Linked DNA regions of Gossypium hirsutum: region 2 is linked to region 1. A link is a contact called in public Hi-C data. All regions are on one chromosome and are shown on one strand. The core of a region is the stretch at or near the end of the contact, and the rest is flanking DNA. Distances in the headings are between cores, read along the strand shown. Region 1 has its middle 25 kb from the start of LOC107952433. Region 2 holds the start of LOC107951810 (transcription factor bHLH87).

Region 1 (3,902 bases), core at 1,044-3,543:
TAATTCATGTTTATTTTAAATATTAATTTTTTGTTCTTAATTTATATTAACCAATACGAACTATCATAATTTATTTTTTTTATATTATATTACTTTGCTTTCTCAATTATAATATTTTTAACAAATAAATCTAAAATACAAAAAATTGATATATACAACCTGAACCTCATTTTCCATGTATCCTACAAGACAAAAAAAAAGTTTTTACTACTTTTTCAAAGTAGTTTAATTAATTAATTAACTTTTTTAAAAAATAAAACTTTTATACCTTTTTAAAAACTTTAGATTTTTTTATATAAATTTTAAATTAGTTGCTAGCATAGGGTATTTGTAAAATTTGTATAACATCAATAATAAAAAATTGAGAGCTAATTTGCTTCGAATAAAAGAGTAGGAGTTGAATTAAATGAAAGTCTAATTTATTATTATGCCTTACATATAAAAATCTAAATAAATATCTAACTTCACAAGTGATAAATTATTTTATTTTTCTATTAAATATATAAAAATTAATTTACCTATTTTTTTAATTAAGGAATAAAAAATGCAATTCATGTTACTTTTACCTTGTTTTACAAAGTATAAAATTTAGGAAGCAGCTGTTAGACGTAAATTAGTGAGGTTTAGGAGTCGGATGGTTAAGTCAAATATCCCTTCTACTACTACTCCCCAGTACAAGATTGATGAAGCGGATGTTGCGCCCAAGAAACATGCCAACCAAACCATTTTATTTCCTACGTCCCTATATATCCCTTACCATTTTTTTTCCTACGTTTTTTTTATACCTAATATTAACATTTTTTATGCTTCATATAAAATATAAATTTAAAATTTTATTTAAATTCGTGCATATTTATAAATAAATAATTTAAATTTATTTTAAATTCACTTATTTTATTTTAAAAAAATTATTTTATTTTTAATTTAATATTTAATAATTATCTATATTATATTTATTAAAATTTTATATATAGACATGTTAATTTTTTTAATGTTTACATTATGGTATTATATATTATTATAAATTTAATTTTTATATGCTATAAATTACATAATATATAAAATAATATAATATAATATATTAGAAATTCATAAACGGGCCAAGCTCGGGCCTTAAATACTTGAACCAAGATTTTTAAAATCAGATCGATGGTCAAATTAGTTAGGTTTAGAGCTGATCATGGGCTGGGCGGCCCGGCTCGGCCCGAAGGCCCACCCGAAAAATGGGAGGGTTTGGGTAAAAATATAGGCCCGAAAAATGGGCTTGGGAAAAAAAATTAGGCCCGTTTAGAAAACGGGCCGGGCCTCGGGTAAGGGTTTTTTGGCCCGGGCCCGGACTAGCCCGAATTATATATTAATATATTTTTATTTTATTTTTAATTATTTAAATTTTTAATATAACTATTTTTTATTATATTATTAATTTGTGTATTGTTTTAAGAATTGTTTTAGTATTATTTTTATTTGTTTTAATATTTGTTTTTATGTTTTTAAATATATTTGATTTATTATATTTTTAAACTTTTTTATTTAATGAAATAAAAAAAATTTAATATGGGCCGGGCCGGGCCGGGCTTAGTAATTTTATTTCGGGCCGGGCTTGGGCAAAATTTTAGGCCTATATTTCTGGCCGGGCCGGGCCCGAGCCTAGTAGATGGGCCTAAAAATTTATATGGGCCCGGCCCGAACCTGACCCGGCCCGGCCCATGATCACCTCTAGTTAGGTTGTCAGTTCGCCAGTCCAACGAATCTGATTGGTGAGATTAAATAATTAATAAAAAATCATAAAAAATAAAATATATATATTAAAAATATAATTCAACCAACTTTTTACTTGGTCTTGAGTCAACTAATTCAATCCTTTTCTTTGAATTGGTATCCCATCTGATCCGATTTAATTCAAACAACATTAACTTAAACTCATTTTTCTCATATTTAAAATAAACATAACTTTTTTATTCAAACCTTTTGGAATATTAACATATTTTTTAAAATCCTGTGTCTTATAAGTAACCCCAACGTAAACGGATCTATTTGGAGATAAGTTGCATTTACTTTTATATTATTCTATTGTGGCCTGGGCCACTGAAACACCAAAAATAGAAAAAAGAAAAAAAATAGGTATCACGTTGTAGTCAGGGTTTCATTTACAATGGGCGACGGTCAGCATCATGATTCATGGACTCCAGAATTCTTAGGATCCTATTCATAAAATCGAACGCTGCTCCTACAAAACGTTGGGGACAACGACCCTTCATTTTGTAAGAGACAAGGGCCCCTCCGCCTTCACCGCCATCAACCCTTTTTCTGGGTTGTTCACCTTAATAAGGCCAAGCCATTGAATGCGACAAATCTTCAGTACATGCATGCACAAGAAAACCTCGCTGCCACTAAATAATAATAATAATAACAATAATGCCTCTCTTTTGCCGACGGCCAATTTTAATTTCTTCTTATCTTTGATCTTCTTTCTTTCTGTTTTCGGGCTGTCCGGGGACATTAACAAACTCCTGGAGCTTCGACAAGTTTTAGGATTGGGTCAAAAAAGAAGGAGAAAAGTTAATTGAATGGGATAATTTTGGAATGTTAACAAAAAAGTTTTAATCACTTATCCGGGAACAATCAATTACATCAAATACTTGTTTTTTACAAATTGCAAGTCAATCTATCCGCTGAATTATAATTAGATAATAAATGGGAAGCTGACCTACTATAATCAACTTTGACCGAATTTATATAACCAAACTGTTGAAGGTCAATTTCGGTATCGGGGGGCTGATTCTAATTAGCTGACCCGTTTACTTGGAATGGGGTTGGCAATTTTGGCAAAATTTCCAGGTCTTTTAGAACGCAGCGCCCCATGCCATGCCTTGTTCATTGGACCACCATTAATTTGCATTGCCATTTCCCTACTGTCAGAAATGTCAATTTGTCCTGCCCAGTGGGATTTATTTCTGAATTGGCCCACTTTCAAAGTCCCCACAATGTTGATTGTTTCAGGATTTAACTACTAATGTCGTGTGGTATAATACTTAGATATAGAATAAATAATAATGAGTATATATTTAAATTTAGAACTAGAAAGATAAATATTAATTCTTGAAAAAAAAGATTTCTTTTAAATTAACAAAAAAAAAGTCTCTTTATTAAAAATAAATAATGGGAGTGACTAAATATTGCCAACTAAATTAGTTTGTTTCTAATTTATATACTAAAATAAGTGTAAAAAATAACACTCTTACCAACCGAAGCATAAGTTTTCAGTTCTCATTTTCAAAACATTATAATTGTCCAACTTTCTATACCTGTGATAATAAATTCATGATAACAAATGGCAGCTCCAACATTTAGAATGGAGGTAAATATTATCTTAATAAGGATATTAACTTGTTAGTCATACTTACCAAGGGACTATTCTATCAAGTACTATACCTCGTTAAGAAGCACGGTCACATTAAAGCACAATCACTTCATTAACTTGCAGGCTTCATCTGATAAGACCGTTGTCACTCATTATTTATATATCATTTAATCACTTCACATTAAGTTGCATCCTTGATCTAACAAGAAGCTCTATGCTATGTGACTCGAGTGACAACTTACCAACCTTGACAACACGCATAGCCTATGAACATCTCCTTTAAATAACTCTTTGAAGCTAATGGAGCCAAAACGACAATTCCACTGACCAATCCCTTCTCTTTTCCCAGCAACGCTAAGCTTTTATATCTTTTATAACATCTCTTGCCTCTCTTGCACATTAGGTAAACTGCCTCTTCGATCTCTTTTATCACTTACCATCAACAATTGGTGTAATGAGTGTGGACGATGTCGTAACCATCTTTGAAAACAACGGGGTCGACTTGGTTTGAAAGCGAAAATTAAAACGGGAGTCGCCACCG
Region 2 (3,902 bases), core at 684-3,183, 120 kb after region 1:
TTCACTGACTCAGTTTACGGAATTGAGTTTCAAAACTATATTTTCCAACATTTTCTAAAATTGAGTTGTTACACTCAAGGCGAGAAGGAACATATATTGAAATTTATCTCTTTGACGATCAAAATCACAAAAGCGGATTGAAGGACCAAAAGTTAGAGAATTCTTGAGGAAAGTTTTGGTGCTGATTTTGAAAAAAAAAGTTTTATTAGAAGAGAATGAGATTTTTGGGTTATTTGTTGGAGGTCCCTAATCGTCGATTCATCGACAGACATGATGATAAAGTGCAACTAGGGTTTTGACAAAAAAAAAATAGAAGAGGAAGAGAAAGGGACACCACGACGAAGAAAATTTTTTTAATTAACAATTAAAATGTAAAAGTAATTAGGGTAGGCTATACAAATGGTCACCAAACTATGCCTGTTTCTCTCTTTTGGTCACCTAACTTTAAAAAATTAAAATTTAGGCGCTACTATTTGAATTCATTCCTCTTTTGGTCCCCCGTCGTTGAATTGATAACTAAAAGCCTTATTTAATTGGTATAGTAACACATTTAGTTCACAATACTTACATATTTTATCAATTTGATCCTCAAACTTTCAAACCAAAGCTTTCACCGTTTAAAATAGAGGCATCCCACATCCATAAATTTGTAAAACCCAAAAAGAAAAGAAATTTTCTCAACTAGGGATGCCTCTATTTTGGGTTTTACAAATTTATAAATGTGGGATGCCTCTATTTTAAAAGCTGAAAGCTTTGGTTAGAAAGTTTAAGGATCATTTTGATAGAATTTGTAAATATGAAGGGTTAATTTTTTTTAATTATTTAGAATTAGGATCAAATTAATAAAACATGTAAGTATTGTGAACTAAATGTGTTAGCATACCAGTTAGAATAAGGCTTTTCATTATCAATTCAACTACAGGTGACCAAAACAAGAAGGCGAGCATTGTTGTATGACCATTTGTATAATTTACGCAAGTAATTAATTAAATTTATTTATTTATTTTAATTATGGAAATTTAAAAATATATTAGAAGGGAATTAACTTTTGTTAAAACATGTCACAATTTCATTGAATTTTATTAAAAATATTTATTTTGTTTTATTTTATTTATGTTTTATTTAATATGTTAGGTTTAAAAAAGGGAAATTTTAATACAAGTCCCTCTTCTATACCATTCAGCATTTTCCTTGGGTCCACCATGTTAGTACATGTTAGAGTTTAACACTATTAAATTTAAGTACTAAAAGGTTGAATACAAATCGGATAAATTGAAAGAACATGTATTATATATAGTAGTGAAAATTTTATTAAAGTATAAAGGTAAATTTTTTTAAAATATATTTATTACATAATTTTTTATTTATAATCTAATTGTTATAATTTGAATGGGTATTGTTTAAAAATTATATTTATTATTATACCGGTAACTTCTTTATTTTTTTATTTTTTATTTTGAAGATGAAAGATAAATAATGCAGACGCAAATCACAACTGAACCGTTGAAAGTTGGAGTCTTGGATGATTGAAATACTCCATGGTCCCCACAGTCCCCCTGTTTAGATTTCGCCCACGTGGGAGATGGCTATCCATTTATGGAAGCTCCCAATCATGATGCGCCACATGTGATCCGGAGTGTTGCCTTCACGTGTTCATAACGGTTTAGGATTTTTGCAGAAATAACGCGGGAGAGAGGATCATAGCGGCATTTATTTGGATTTTGATAAGAGATAGGGGGACCATCCGATAAATTACAAAAATATTAGGCCACCATTAACAATACTTGTGGACCTATCTTCATTTTAATATTTTCAACACATCGGCCAGCCTGATTAACGCACAGAGGTGAATTGCTTGAATTAAATTTTAGTACCCAGGAAATGTTAAAAATAATGGACTCCCAAATGAGCATGAAAAAGATTGAGAATAGGTGGCACCCGACATATCTTTCAATAAGATCATGGATGGTTTGGTAATTGTGACAGGATAAATCAAGTTCAACCGTCAAACTCTCTAGGATTTAAGACCAACTACTTCTAATTACTGAAAACACTCATTTAATGCTCCTTCCTTGTATATATTCTCACTGCTTATCTGCAGATTTGGTGAAGAAAAACGCCACATAGTTGACAATATAAGGGAAAGGTTGGCAGTGGCATATACAAAGGGGAACCCATTCACTGAGTTGTAATGATGGGGCGCATGTGGGTACGACTCTCTTTTCTTTTCTTTTCTCTATTCTATTTCTTTCTCTGCTTTCCCTCTTGCAAGTACAACCATCTGTATTTAATAAAGTGAAATGAAAATATATTATATGTATGTTATATTAGAATGGTTGAAGAGACAAAATTCTGTAAGCAACTTGCTTTCTGCACTGTCTATATATCTATTATCTTCTGCCTCTGATCCTCTGATTATCCCTTTCCTTTGGCCTGCAAACATATATCAGGCAGTCCCCCACTACTCAAAATGGCAATCTATGAAGCGTAGCTGCTGTTTAATTGATGCCACTGTACTGAAATGTTTAAATTCACCTCACCCTTATAAACGAGCATTTAATTCTGATATGTGGGTAGGTACCATAGTTGAGACTGGAAACTGGGATACCAGTCATGATTAATTAGAGACTGTCAAATAGATGCTTGTTTTGACTGCAGTTTTTTTTTTTGAAACTTTACAGTGCACATTAAATTTCCATGAGCAACCAAAAGGATGTCATGTCAGATTATTTCCCGCACTAGAAATATATATATATATATTATTAAACTATATAGTTTAAATATGCTTCACTAATATCTCAAATGCTCCCCATCTGCAGAAATATATATCCATACACACCCACCAAACTGACCCAGAAAGCCTTATCTTTTCCACACTCCACATTACTGATTACACCTCTTTTCAACTTTTGAAACTATGTTATTTTATGTTAAGCTATTCTTTTTTTCTTTTATTTTAAGTCCTAATACAAAGTATTTGTTGGATTATAAAACTAGTTCTCTTTTTTTTGTTTTTTTTTCCCTTACCTATCTATATAAGCATGCATGCCTTTTAACAACATTACTGAGTGTGTCAACTATGTTTATATACAGAATAGCTTAAGGTAGATGAAAAATCTAATTCCCTTAACTCGTCGTATGCATGATTTTGTTTATGGTTTCATGTTTATCATTCAGTTTCCATGACTGATGCTTCGTGATCAAGAATTAGAGAGGATTTGGTCCAACTTAGTCTCTGTTAAAAGAATTGCGACAAATATTTTTCACTTGTGTCTTTTTGTCGAAGCCAAACTCAACCAGCTGCAGTAGGATCTGGATTTGGTATGTACTTTTACTCAAATTTCTATCAACTTTATATATTCATCTGCATTTCTTTCAATCCTTGGATTAATATGTTGAAGTTATTTTATTTTGGGCTCAGAAAAAAAAGTTTCAGCCATGGATGGCTTGGGATGGGATGAATTAAATTCATTGCCTGTTTGGAACAGTGAGCCAAATGATGTAGAAGACAGTTTCCTAATTTCCAACTCAAATTCTTCCGTTTATGGTGACAAGATGAATCTGCCAGATGATATCTTCGTTAATTCAATTCAAGAACTCCAAGATGCTCAGCCATCCCTTGTGAATCCAGATGCAGATATAGTATCTGAAATGGTTAATCCACAGCCAGTTCCTGCATCAGCTTGTGGTATAACACAAGAATGGTGCTCTTCTCCATTGTTGAATAGCTCAGCCTATGGTTTGAACTCATCAAACGCTTCAGTTTCTGTTATTGGAAGCATGGCGGTTCACTCACAAGTCATCAATGGTTTACCAAATGGAAACGCTGTCGTTGGTGGTACAACAACAACAGCAAGCTCTCTTGAGTCCCTTGAATGCTTGCTCTCAGCTACTAATAGCAA

Evidence for each region. Hi-C and Micro-C count contacts between places; a contact is called where the count stands out from the background.
Region 2: a Hi-C map of leaf shows a contact between it and region 1, with 2.8 times the contacts expected there. The contact joins the promoter of LOC107951810 here to the enhancer-like site in region 1. A contact is called at or near these places in 11 of 34 Hi-C or Micro-C datasets (callus, cotyledon, leaf and 1 more).

The regions. Positions count from the first base shown.
Region 1 is chrA02:82,875,223-82,879,124 of Gossypium_hirsutum_v2.1, forward strand. No RefSeq gene overlaps it. Among protein-coding and RNA genes, the nearest start is that of LOC107952433, 25 kb to the left of the region's middle. Within about 2 kb of position 2,294, at least 3 of the 9 cell types and tissues checked have an H3K27ac peak or open chromatin away from gene starts, as enhancers often do. A contact at or near this core is called in cotyledon and leaf, where this site is marked.
Region 2 is chrA02:82,993,387-82,997,288 of Gossypium_hirsutum_v2.1, forward strand. LOC107951810 (transcription factor bHLH87) reads left to right here and starts at 1,934. Exons shown (of 4, transcript XR_001698621.2): 1 at 1,934-2,209; 2 at 3,178-3,321; 3 at 3,422-3,902.